Regions from separate parts of the Hordeum vulgare genome. Here regions 2 and 3 are each linked to region 1. A link is a contact called in public Hi-C data. All regions are on one chromosome and are shown on one strand. Each heading gives the region's core, a stretch centred on a gene start, on an enhancer-like site or on the middle of the called end of the contact. The rest is flanking DNA. Distances are from core to core; before and after follow the strand shown.

Region 1 (4,507 bases), core at 951-3,450:
TTCAAGCAATTTTATCTTTGGTCATAGACACACTAATTGATTTGTATAAATCGCTCGGACTAAGTTTCAACATTGAAACTTAACATATATTGTTTTACGTCGCCAAATTATATTCAAAATGAATCTTATTTAAAAGCATTGGTCATGAAAAACACGGACATAAAAACAAAACTTAATTTCAATTTTCATTTAGAAGTATGAAACTTTGAAAATTAAAAGCCAAAAAAGCAGGAATTAGAGACATGCGTGCCCCCTACTTGCGTGACATAAATCCTCTCACGTACACAACCGAATGTGTTATGGTACACTTTGAGACAAGGAAAAAGTATATATACAAAATTAATTTTGTCATGAATCAAGAAGCATGACATGGATCTCAAGACAACGACGGACAGTGAGTACATACACATAGAGTACCATTGATCTACTAGACCATGGTCCAACCACATATTTCTGGAGAAACAAGGATGTTTCTTTTGTCCTTCCCAAGGAAATTCAGCGAATTATTTCCAGATTTCTAGTTTTAACGCAGGACAGAAAGTTAGTGACTGGACTTGCACTAATGAGCAACGATGAGACAAAGTGAGATACTTGGCGCCATCCTCTGTGGAGTTTAGTAATGGTAAGTGCGCTTGCCTAATTATTCGGGTGTGGCCGTTCTAATGATGCCCCGCTCAATGGAACAGAACAAATTCTTCTGAATTCGGATGCATACGCCGCTCATAGGAACCTGCCGCCGACTTTCCATTTTCACTTTCCCTTTGGCTCATGCAGCAAAGATCAAGATTTCTTGCTTCTCTCTGAAACGGTTTCGCTGGGCCATATGTAGATTTGTTGTAAGCAAATCCCCGGTGGGAATTACGACCGTTGGTCGGCATTTCCTATTACGTGTAGGTCATGGTTTAAGCCATGCCCGATATGCGGTGCACCTTTTCTTCTGAAGACAGAAGTGGATTAGCCACTGATCTAGTCTAGAAAGAGAAAAATAGCTGCTCGTTAAGCAAGCTGCTGAGAAAATTCGGGTTGTCTCGAGAACAAAAAGGATAGAGAGAAATCGGCAACCGGTAGGACGCGGAGATCTGCAGGCAATGGGTGGGAAACAACCCCATTGCGTGGCGCATAAAACAAGTGTCGTCAAACTAACTCTCACCATCACTCACTTTCAGCAAGAGAGTCCACCCCATTGCTTTGAGCATACATCTTTGAATATTCATCGTGTGTGTTTTTTTTTTTCCTTTTTTGGGGTTCATAAATCGATGGTAATTCTTGACCCGTCTTTTTCTATCGTGTAGAATCCATTGTGGCTCCGGAAGAACCTCACGCACAAAGTCTACTCTTATCACATCTGGAAATGTACAAGTTGAAACACTAGTAGGAGTAGAGTCTCGTGCACCGGCCGAGTAATGACAGCCCCGCAAAATTTCAACATACGCAACTCAAATTTTCACAACGTGTTTACACCTCTGTACTCCATCTGTACGTACTATCAGCACACTACGCTAGTTTCACATCTCGATCGGGACTCCATCGACGACCCGGGAGATCAACCGGAACGTACGTACACACATTTGTTCCACCGCCCACGCGCTCCAAACGGAGTCCCGATCGACGAGGTCGAGCTAGCTACCTCCCGACGGCGGCGCCGGCGCTGCCGTAGTCCTCGACCGGCACGGAGTTGCGCTTGATGAACTCGAGGCACTCGGCGATGGCCTGCGCGTAGAAGGAGTTGGTCCGCATGAAGGACGCCGCCGGCCTCCTCGGCGCCTGCTGCTGCTGCTGCTTGTGCTTGCTGGCCGCCGCCTCGCCGCCCACGAGCGCCCTCGCGCTGCCGCTCCGTGGGCAGGAGCCGCCGCCTCTCCTGGAGAGCCTTCTGGCGAGGTGGCGCGCGTGGCGGCCGACGAGGCCCAGGAACGTGAGCAGCTTGGCACGCAGCCGCCGCACCGAGAACCGGTTCCTCGCGCCGAGCCGGAACCCCCTCGCCCGCCGCCACCTCCGGCCGAAGCCGAGGCCGATGCCGATGCCGGTGCCGAGCCTCGCGTAGCTCTCCTCCGACGCTGGCGACAGGCTCATCCTGCACGCTGTGATCTGTGCCCGCTCTCTTCACCAGTACGTGGCGTGCGTACGCGCGCTCTAGAGCGTGCGCGTCCTCCTGGCTGGCTTGGCTTTGTGCGTGCGTGGTGATCTGATTCTGGTGCTGGTGCTGGTGTTGGTCAAGTGGCGCGGCAGGGTGGGTATATATGTCCGGTCGGGGCGAGGGAACAAGGCAGGAAGGTAGGTTTGAATCGTGACTTTTTCTGGCGAGAGGATCCCGGCCGGGACATGACAAGATTACACAGCCCATTAGTTTACGGTGCTGATGCTGGGGAGAGGGCATTACGGACAAGCAAAAGCCAGGCACTATGACGTGTCCGTGTAAAATGTGATGATGGGAACCGGCGTACTACCTCGTAGCAGTGTGCTGTGCATGCACTGCCGCGCTCGTACTACGGCCCTTCCGCGTAACAGGCTGGGCGGTCGACCAAGCACTACTGGGCATGCATGCGTGCTGCGGTGACTGCTGGACATGCCAGCGGGCTGGAGCAAGCATGGCTGGGCGGACACTCGACACAGTCACACAGGTGGTTAATCTCTAGTATTAACAAGTACTGACGGAGCGGATCTGTCACGAAATCCCTGGGCACGCGGTATATTCAGGAGGTGGATTTGCATGCGCATGGAAACAGAGGCGTGCTTGTGCTTTGTTCGTATCCTGGAGCGCCTCACCGGCACGCCCCAGTTGCACGCAGACAGTTTGATTCTCTGCCTCCCCCCGGATCACCGTGCGCGCGGGCGGTCGATGCGGGCAGCGCGGATACACGCTGGTGTCCAGCTGCTGCTGCCCTTGTCCTGCCCAGGGCCAAATCTTCTCATGCGATACACTGCCAGCATGCATGCTGCTGCTAACCGGCGGTGACGTCGCGTTGCATGCCCTCGGGGTCGGGGTCACTCGATCTGCTCGACGGTTTTTCCTTCTCTGCAGATGAAAATCTGTTCAACGAATTCGACTGCTTCCCACAGCCGTTCCATGCGTACGTTTCAATCACATGGCGAGATTACGATTAGTGAAGGCAAGTAGAGGTCCAGAGCGAGCCACGCCGGCACGGACGCGCGCACCGCCCGCACCTGCCGAGCGAGGGTGCGTCATGCGCGCGGGGTTATTAGGTGCGGCGAGGCAAGGAAACTGGTGGCGGCCGGCGCGCGATCGGGCCATGCAATGCGGCAGCCGATGTTGAAATCGATCGCTGCTGCCGCTGCGCCGGGACCTCGCGCGCGGTGTGTCGTCCGGTGGCCGCTCATCTACGACCGCACGGGCGCACCGGCCTGTGTGTGAAGGGGACACGCTTCCCCGGGGAGAGGGAGGGGAGGCCGGAGCGAAGGGGACACGTGTGGCGGTGGCGGCGTCCATGTCGTCTTGCCATTTTCCATTTGTTTGCGTAGGCTGCAGGTGTTGGTGAGCGAGGAACCACGTGTTTCCGCGGGCACGCGAGGTGACTAAGAAATGGGGTTCGGGGGTCAGGACAGGAGGAGGATTGTTTAGGACTTTTTGGCCGGAGTTTGTGATGATGAATTTGACTCAGGGGTGGGGAAGGACGGAGTACGTATGCTTGCTTCGCTCCCGATCTACGCGCTTAATCATGCTGTTCTTGTTCTTCTCGTTTGGAAATGAATAATGGGAAATGCGCACGTTCGCTCTCCTTCTTTTAGGGCTTCCTCCAGCCTGGGGTCTGATGTGCGCCGGCGGTCTTCGCTTCTCGCCTCTTCACTGGCTCGAGGCACGGCGGCGTGTGTTCATCGTGGTTTGAACGTCAGCCTCCGTTTTTTTAGTATGTACAGTACATAGGGTTTGTCTACTTCTCAGTCGACTTCACCTGATGTCATCCGTTTAATTCTCGTACAGTTTTTTTCTCTTTGCTCTGTTTCATATTTTTGTTTTGGGCTGGGCTGGATGACTAGGCTTAGATACGCTAGACTTTGATGAGGCCCGCCGCTAACCACAGCAGCTTTTTTTTAGACAAGCTAACCACAGTAGCTACAAAGACGAAATTACTAGTTAGCGAATACACCTTTCAACGATTACTTTCATCTTCACAGGTTGTGACAGATGACGCACTGCAAGCGTGCCACTTGTTGCAACCTACGAGTTTTTCATTTTTTCTAGATTCATATTTTTAAAACGTTTTATCTTCTAAAACGTGCGTCTAACTCTCAACCCGTTTTCACCGTATGCTTTCTCGCGTCGAGGTCTTAAAACTAGATCCCATGTTGATGGGTTTTGACGTAATTTTTTTCACGAAAAAAACCGAACGAAAAAACCAAACCTCACGCGATAGAAAAAAAACAGAAAACGCGTTTTTTCTTTTTTCGAGAGGCACGGGTCATGCCTCTCGCGAAAGCAAAATCGTGTCTCTCGCGAAAAAGAGAGAGAGAGAGAGAGAGCAGAAAACACGTTTTCCTCCTTTTCGGGAGA
Region 2 (4,207 bases), core at 1,307-3,806, 180 kb before region 1:
GTTAATTACTACAGGATCGACCAACATAAGATTCTGGCTAAAACACAAACTACTAGTTCGACAAAAAAACCATGTGCCAAACATATGAGTTCCAGAGCAAGGATACATTGGTCCTCTGCCCACCGTTGGCCATTGGAAGTGACACATACGCAAAGCATTAGTAACATGTGTTTTCAGTGACAAATATAATAACACAAAAATCAGGTGGCAGATCCAATACTTAACAAAGCAGCATCTATGATATTTTAATGAATAATAACTTTCTGTATATGAATACTGTTCAGCACATACATTACCAGTACCAGAAAGTTTAATTACATCGCAAACCTGAGGATAAATGTACTTACATGTGTGGTGAGGGTCCTAGGCTGACTAACAAATAATTTTGGAACAGAACCTTACTATATTAACACAAGAGCACTAACTTGATTGATTGAGTGCTACTACCATGAGATGACCATAACATTCTGCAGTCCCACTCAGGAATTTTAGAGTGAGCCACAAGTGTATAGCACTGAAAGGGAATCTTCTAACCAAGATAGAGGGTGCGCCCTTGTTTGTTACCACAGGTATGAAGCACCTGAAACTAATTACATGAATATTTCCCTTGTAGCCCCAACGGGAAACTTCAAAATAGCACGAAGTGGAAATTACTGCCAGTTCAATAATTCCCCGTCAGCTATGATTGGACACTAGTCGGATCATTTTTTATGGGCACTGCAGAAAATTTGGAACAGGGCATGCCTTGAGAGGAAAGTAATGAAACCCTGTTGAACTGATCTGCTGCATGTGTCCTGTCCTACAAATGGGCAGGCAAGTTTACAATCTGGAGCTGAAGAGGAGAATTTGCTGGCTGGAGCAGCACGCCTGCAGGGGTATGTGCTGAAGCGACATGAGAAGGGTCAGGGGCTAATAAGAATCAAGCTCGACTGAAGTTCGACTGCCACTCCTGAGGATGTCGCAAGAGCACCCGTGTTTTGCAGCCCTGATGGCTCTTTTAAGAGATGTTCATGCAGTTCGATGGAATTAGCTTAAATAATTTAGCTTAGTTCCAGTTAACCTAGGTTTGATAAGCCAGGAAGGCGGTAAAAACCTGAAAGTTTTCAATCGTTCTGTTACATATTTTCTGCTTTCCTTTGGTTGTTGGACCCGTGGTTTATTCTGTTACGGAAAAGTACTGGAGCCCTGCTACCAAGGTTACTCTTATGAAAAAAAGGAAAAATTCCATTACCCTTGCTTGCAAACAGTAAGGTGTTACCCTTGCTTGGAAACACTAAGGTGTCCCTAATAGTCAGCAGGTTTGGGCACCAACAGTCCAACACATCCCAGAAAGCAAACTAATTTTTAGTACAATGTTGGCAATATAAATAATTAAACTCGTTTGTTTTCAAAGCTCAAACACCACATTCTATTGTCACTATAAAGAATAATTCAAAGAAGCAATTGGTCAACAAGCATATGAACATATATAGTCATTAATTCATAGATTACCATATGTATACAAATTGATCACTCGCAACACTTATACAATCAATTCACATAGTGCTATAGTAATACCTGATCCAGCAGCAGTAATGGCCTGACGATACTTCTTATCCTGCACGTCTCCAGCAGCAAAGACCCCCTCCACACTGGTATGTGTAGAGCCCGGCTTGGTGGCCACATACCCATCGGCATGGAGCTCAAGCTGCCCATTGAGAAACTTGGTGGCCGGCTCATGCCCGATGGCGAAGAAAAGCCCGGACACCTGAAGGTCAGACACCTCACCAGTCACCAAGTTCTTGACCTTGACCCCAGCTAATGGGCCGCCGCCTGCACCGCCGTAAGCCTCGACGACCTCCGAGTCCCAGACAACCTGGATCTTAGGATTGGAGAGCGCCCTAGCCTGCATAATCTTGGAGGCGCGGAAGGTGTTGCGCCGGTGGATGATGTACACTTGGGATCCGTACTTGGTGAGGAAGTTGCCTTCCTCCATGGCGGAATCACCGCCGCCGATGACGGCGATGGGCTTGTTCCGGAAGATGGGCGCAGCGCCGTCGCAGACGGCGCAGGCGGAGATGCCGCGGTTCCAGTAGGTGTCGGAACCGGAGAAATGGAGGCGGCGCGCGACGGCGCCCGTGGCGACGACGACGGTGTCGGCGAGGACGGTGGTGGAGTCGGAGGTGACGCGGAAGGGGCGGGCGGAGAAGTCGACCTCGGTGACGGTCTCGGAGAGGATGTTGGTGCCGAAGCGGACGGACTGGGCGCGGCAGTTGTCCATGAGGTCGATGCCCATGATGCCGGTGGGGAATCCGGGGAAGTTCTCGACGTCGGTGGTGGTGGTGAGCTGGCCCCCCGCGGCGATGTCGTTGGCCATCCAGCCCTCGAAGAGCACGGGCTTGAGCTCCGCGCGGGCCGCGTAGATGGCCGCCGTGTGCGCGGCCGGGCCGCTGCCGATGATGCACACGCGCGTGCGGAGCGGCGCCGCGGCGGATCCCTCCATGGCTGCTAGGCTTGGCTACGGCTGCGGCGGCGGCGGCGGCGGCTCAGGGTTTCGGGGGGATTGAAATGTCTGCTCGTGTCGTAGGTCAATGGATCTTACGAGTCCGTGTGAAACGCGTCAAAGAAAAAAAAAAAAAAAAAACAGGTCCGTGTGAGCCAACCGGCCAATCAATGACCGCAGTGAGACTGTTAGACCAGCAATCGTGACTGGTCTGCGATAAAGACAACTGCGTGCAAAAGGGTTTATTTTTCGGCTGTTACGCGTTCATCCACTGTAAACATCCCCATCTGGCGCGCCGATCGGCATTCAGTAATTCCTGAAACAATGGTCGAGTTAAAGAAACAATTGCTTTGTTATAAAAAATAAATTTTAGATTCATTAAATCCTAAAACAAACATCGAGTTTCAGAAACATCGCTTTGTTGTAGAAGTTTTTTTCCTTCGTCTTTCTGGAACAGCGGCCGTGTTACAGAAACAACGAATGGGTTGCACAAACAATTCCTTCAACTCCTGAAACAACAGCCGCGTTACAGAAACAACGAGCGCGTTGCAGAAAATTGGAGGGGGTGAATGGCTGCAAGATTAGAGGGGAGGTAGAGGAAGCAGAATGGAAGAGAAGCGAGGGCTGACCCAGGGCGAGGCGGGGCGAGCCGGCGCAGCGACCGACAACGCAGCGTGAGGTCGACGTTGGGCCATGGGGCAGCGGCGGACTACCATGGGGCGCAGCGTGAGGTCGGCGTCGGGCCATGGGGCAGCGGCCGACGGCCATGGGGCGCAGCGTGAGGTCGGCGTCGGGACATGGGGCAGCGGCCGGCAGCCATGGGGCGCAGCGTGAGGTCGGCGTCCAGCCATGAGGCGCAGCGGCCGACGGCCATAGGGCCATGGACTGACGACGGTGGCGGTTCACCGGAATCCGACAGGCTCGTCACCGCGGGCGTAGTAGCGGGAGCTTTGCGGACGGAGGCGGAGGCGCGGCATGGACAGGTGAGGAGCCCCAGCTTTAGCCCCGTTCCTGAAACAACGCTCCAGTTTCAGGAAACAGGCGCGGCCAGGTCGCTGGGCGCGGGCACGATTTTGTCCGTCAGATGGAGGCGAGATCAATGGACGAGGAGGCGGCGGATAGATCAATCGGATCAGCTGGTGGGAGGTGAGACTTTTCTGACGAGTGCTACGCGTCCGCCGGATGATCATTTTAAAAGATCGATCCGATTACGAGCCGTCGGATATGGCATCATCATGTAGACGTGGCACGTCTTCCATTCGTACAACAAAGCTGGTGTTGCGGAAACTTCTACAACATAGGTCTTGTTATAGAAACTTCTCACGACACAGACGATCTCTCACGCCAGTCGCTCCTCGCCGTTTTATGCAACTAATGCTATGTTTCTCAAATATGGATCATGTTGCAATGTGTGACCACTCACTCTTTAACGTCGGGCGCTCCTCCAATGTTGCAACTCGGGCTATGTTTCTGAAACAAGATCTTGTTACAGAAAAAAACCTCACCATCAAAACATTTTTCTTTCTGAAACAAAAGATATGTCGTAAAAAAAATTGAAACAAGACCCTAGTTGCAGAAAAAAAAACTTCACCACCATGTCGTTTTTTCTTTCCGAAACTAGTCATATGTTGCATAAATCTACTCAAACAAGATCCTTATTGCAAAAAAAATGAATACACGGGACTGATTTGTGACAAGCATGAGCACTAGATCAGAACTGATCGG
Region 3 (4,416 bases), core at 1,160-3,659, 250 kb after region 1:
TTGGATGTTTGGACGGCCATCATAGAACCCTCAATTTGAGTTTGTCATATCCAGCTTTCGTCTTGTACTTTTCAAATAGTTCTTGCATCGCAACCACAAATTGTTCATGTACCTTGTTTATCTGTCAAAACCAAGGTATATTAGGATCTTAAACAAGAAGATGGTACCAAAACTTGTTTCCGCAGTTGCGAAGAAACCGATAATGATGTCACTAACGGGTAACTGAGGCTTTCGTCCAGAATGACAAAAAATGCATACCAGATTTTGGCCTTTGATACTTTACTGTCTATTTTCCAGTTCTGTTTAATAGCAAAATCACATCTAATATTTGCTATTTTTTTTGGTCGAATGCTAAAACGCTCAGAATGATTCTCACCTCATCATATGTAGGCTGGGGATTTTTCTGAACCTCAATTGGTCTTCCAACAACCAGATGAAGCGGTGTTGCGAAAGGGATGGGAGTCCTGTATTACAGATTTACACATGTAAACTCATGAATGCCAATACGAATACTGAATCTAAATTCCATTTACACGAGTAAAATCAGTGAAAATGTACTAAAAATAAGATATACACACTCAAGAGCATTACCCGTATTTCCCAAAGAAAACAATTGGAGTAAATTTAATCGCTCTAGCAATCTTGACAATCAACTTGCCACCTGGTCTCCACCACTTGTACACATGGCTCTAATAGAAAATAGCACAAGTATTCATTTCAAAGTTAGGTAGCCTGTTCAAGTCAGCAACCAATCCACTTCCATCAACATTTATTATGCACCCATGCATGAAATCAAGGATACTGAAATAGGAGTATTGCATATCATGTGACAGGTCACAGGAGAGGCGGCGTTACCTGTCCGAAGCAGAAAACAGGGACTAAAGGAGAACCTGTCTCCATAGCGATCTTAACAAAACCTTTTCTTGATTTCAGAAAAGCAACCTGAAAATTGCAAGAATTGCTGGTCATTACGGCATACGTTGACTGATAACAACATGTAATCAGTGACTATGCAAGAAGAAGAACGCCACAAACCTCTGAATCGTGATCCATGTGAAGCATCTCCTGTACACCTCCGGGCACCACGATGCAGGTATAACCAGCTCGAAGGTAGGAGTAGAAATTCTTTCTTGACGCTGGAACCAAACCCAACCACGTCCATATCTGCCTCAAGAACGGAGTGTAGAACACCTAACGCCGACCAGAAACCCACCAATTAAGAGCACACCCACCAACAGCTTACAGAATGATTGAATTCAGTCAGATATCGTAGATGCGCACGCAGGAAGGTAATGAGGGGTTCCTCACCGCGGTGCTTGCAAGAACCTTGGTCTTTGGCAATGGCATGAATCCAACAAGGTCCAGGAGGGCCCCAAGGCCGATGGGCAGAACAGAGTGCGGTTCATAACCAAACACTGCAAGGTGCAAGCAAAACAAGATTGAAATCACAAATTAAGCGGCTCTGCACATGAAAGGGAGTCCCAATCTTCTTTCCTGCTCAACTTTTACTACTCCTTTAGACCGAACAAATAAGGGTAGATACGCTGATCCAAGCATGCCTACTCCAGGGAAGGAAGCTCACCGTAAGCTCTTTTGGGGTCAAATGCTTTGTAGTCCTCCACATGTAGAGTGACGGGGAAGTACCCGACGACGTACTTGCTTATGAATCTGCGGAGTCGCCCGCCGTATGTGAGATCCGGGGAGAAACGGCAATGCACGGGCGAGGAGGAATCGAAAGAGGGGGAGGGGGGAGGAGGCGAACCTGGCGATCTTGCGTCCCGGCCTGCTCTTGTCATTGACGGGCACGAGCATGAAGAAGAGCTGCGTGCCGAGCACCCTGCACCATCGAAAGGAGCACGAGGGCTGATTACGATTAACTGGCAAGGAGAGCAGCAGCAGACAGCGGAAGGAGAGGGGGGAGTGGATCAGTGGACGGACATGGCGGCGACGCGGCGGGGGAGGAGGAAGATGGAGGCGAGGAGGAGGAGGACGTTGAAGTGGATGGCCCCCAGCCAGAGCGCCAGCGCTAGCGTGGTGCGCAGCGGCGAGTAGGCCGTGGCCCTGAACACCGTGGTCCCGTCCGGCGCCGCCTCGGCCGCGGCGGCTGCGCCGTTGCTCAGGCCATTCCCCGCGCCCATCCCGCCGGGAGGAGGAGGGCTTCTCCCGCGTGCGTCGCGCGCGGTTGCCCCCTTCCTTTTCTCCGGTGGTGGTGGTTTTGTCCGTGGCCCCGGGGGTCTGTGCGGGCGGAGTCGTCCACCTCCTTCCTCCTCGATCCTTTTTCCTGCCGCCTGCCAGCCTGAGATTACTTGCGTTGCCTTTGCAGGTGCCGTGCGGATCCTCGGCGCGAGCCGTCGGATCGTAGCGTGCCCGCCCACGCGGCCGGGGCGGATCCGCGCGGACTCTTCTTGTTTTTCCCCAGCCCGGGTGGCGTGCGAGCTGTGTGTCCCTGCCTCGTCCCGCGCGTCCCCTTCGGGGTAGTTTGACTCTTTTGCGTCGTCCAGATGGTTCCGGCGCTCATTTCATTACTCTTTTTTTGCGGATTTTCTTAAGATGTAAGCCCGTGGGCATACATTACCTGTATTTATTAATTGTAACGATATACAAAGATGATACACATACAAGCAATCGAAAAACAAGATAATAGAAGCACGGTCTAGCCTAGCCTAGGACCAACACGGTGCCGTCGTTTAACGTCCTTTCAACTTTACATATCTGAATTGATTATTGCTGACCTTTTTTGTTACCGTATTATAAGTCTTCCCAGCTCCACATACATCTACATAGTGTGTTTGACACCACCTGACAATCATTCTAGCTTGAGAGTTTTGACTACACCGGTTGTCGATCACCACGTGCTGCTGGGTAAGAACTGGTAAGAATTTGAGATTTGGTTGACGGATTTGTGACACACCACCACCACCACCACCACCACTTTCTAGTAGTCTGTAGGTTCATATTCTTCTGTGTTCCTATTGATGCTAACCACACCAGGATCACAAGATGAAGAGATCGACTAGGAGAGCCTGATCAACCGGGAACTGTATGATAAATTTCAGCAAATGATGGCTGACCAGGCCCACAACTTCGTGACCAGCCTTGGAGAGGCCATTGAGAAGCTAGACGATTTGGATAAGACATTCGACACCAAGATGGACGCCAAGTTCAATGAGGTGCTTGTCCGTCTACCACCACCAGCTGCAGCTTCCGTCGCTCTCCAACCGCAACAACAACGACAACAACAAGACCCGGACATGGTGGGGCGAGCGCGACGTGTGCCTTTCGGCCAAGTTCAGAATTCTGTTGTTGTTGCTCCTGCTGCTGCTCCATCCGCTGCTACTGAGGTTTCTGTGGCTGAGCAGAAAGAGGATTATGATGATGATTACGATGACGAGGAAGAGGTTGCCCCAAGTCAGTACCAAGGACAACAACCACCACCACAAGCCGCAAGTCGTCCACATGGATACAATCGCATTGGTAGGGCTGCACCACCCCCTCACGTGCGGGATCATGACCATCTTCCTAAACTTAAATTGAATATTCCTACATTTGATGGTCGATATGTTCCTGATATATATCTTACTTGGGAGTTAGAAATAGAGCAACGTGTTACGTGCTTACAATTTCCTGAAGATAGACGTGTTGCTGCTGTTGTTTGTTCATTCACTAGTTTTGCTAGTGTTTGGTGGTCTGAACATTGTCGAATACATCATGCTAATATTCCAACTAGTTGGGCTGCTTTGAAAACAGCTATGCGTACTCGTTGGGTTCTACCATATTATCAGCGTGAATTACTTCAAAAATTACAGCCTTTAAGACAAGGAAAAAAATTCTGTAGGAGAACATTATCAGGAATTAAAAATTGGCATGATTGGATGTGGTATTGTTGAGGACAATGAAGTTATGCTTGCACGTTTTATGGGTGGATTAAATAGAGATATTCAGACTATTCTAGAATATAAGGATTATAACACTATCACTCGTTTATTCCATCTTGCTTGCAAAGCTGAATGTGAAGTGCATGATCGACGGGCATTGGCAAGAACTAAATTTTGTGCAGGTCGCACTTCCTCATGGACACCACGACCCTCATATACTTCCACGCGTCCTCCTGCATCCGCACCGCCTACTTCAGCGACCAATTCCAATAGAGATACCAGGAAACAGGCCCCTGCCCCACCTTTCGCCAAGAGCGCACCTTCCGTGCCAGCACAGAGCTCTTCTTCATCCATGGCATCCACACGGCAAACACATGAGGTTATCCGTCGTCGTTGCAAGGGTGGAGGTCATTATGCGAGAGAGTGACCATCCAAGCATGTGATGATTGTTACTGAGGATCGTGGATATGACTCCGCTAGTGATTATGATGAGGAGACTCTAGCTCTTATTGCAAGTAAAGAACATGGTCTAGATGATACT

What was found. Hi-C and Micro-C count contacts between places; a contact is called where the count stands out from the background.
Region 2: a contact with region 1 is called in a Hi-C map of leaf, with 3 times the contacts expected there. The contact joins the promoter of LOC123401383 here to the promoter of LOC123404158 in region 1. A contact is called at or near these places in 3 of 6 Hi-C or Micro-C datasets (leaf and seedling) and 1 of 1 datasets of contacts at active chromatin or transcription factors (embryo).
Region 3: a Hi-C map of seedling shows a contact between it and region 1, with 3 times the contacts expected there. The contact joins the promoter of LOC123401009 here to the promoter of LOC123404158 in region 1. A contact is called at or near these places in 2 of 6 Hi-C or Micro-C datasets (leaf and seedling) and 1 of 1 datasets of contacts at active chromatin or transcription factors (embryo).

Annotation. Positions count from the first base shown.
Region 1 is chr6H:472,938,318-472,942,824 of MorexV3_pseudomolecules_assembly, forward strand. It overlaps LOC123404158, which reads right to left and starts at 2,201. Exons shown (of 1, transcript XM_045098076.1): 1 at 1,405-2,201. The coding sequence starts at 2,070. The coding sequence ends at 1,624.
Region 2 is chr6H:472,758,236-472,762,442 of MorexV3_pseudomolecules_assembly, forward strand. It overlaps LOC123401383 (thioredoxin reductase NTRB), which reads right to left and starts at 2,557. Exons shown (of 2, transcript XM_045095169.1): 1 at 1,558-2,557. The coding sequence starts at 2,482.
Region 3 is chr6H:473,183,149-473,187,564 of MorexV3_pseudomolecules_assembly, forward strand. It overlaps LOC123401009 (diacylglycerol O-acyltransferase 2D-like), which reads right to left and starts at 2,410. Exons shown (of 9, transcript XM_045094725.1): 1 at 1,939-2,410; 2 at 1,763-1,837; 3 at 1,583-1,668; 4 at 1,309-1,415; 5 at 1,036-1,191; 6 at 856-942; 7 at 592-689; 8 at 377-464; 9 at 1-121. The coding sequence starts at 2,138. The coding sequence ends at 20.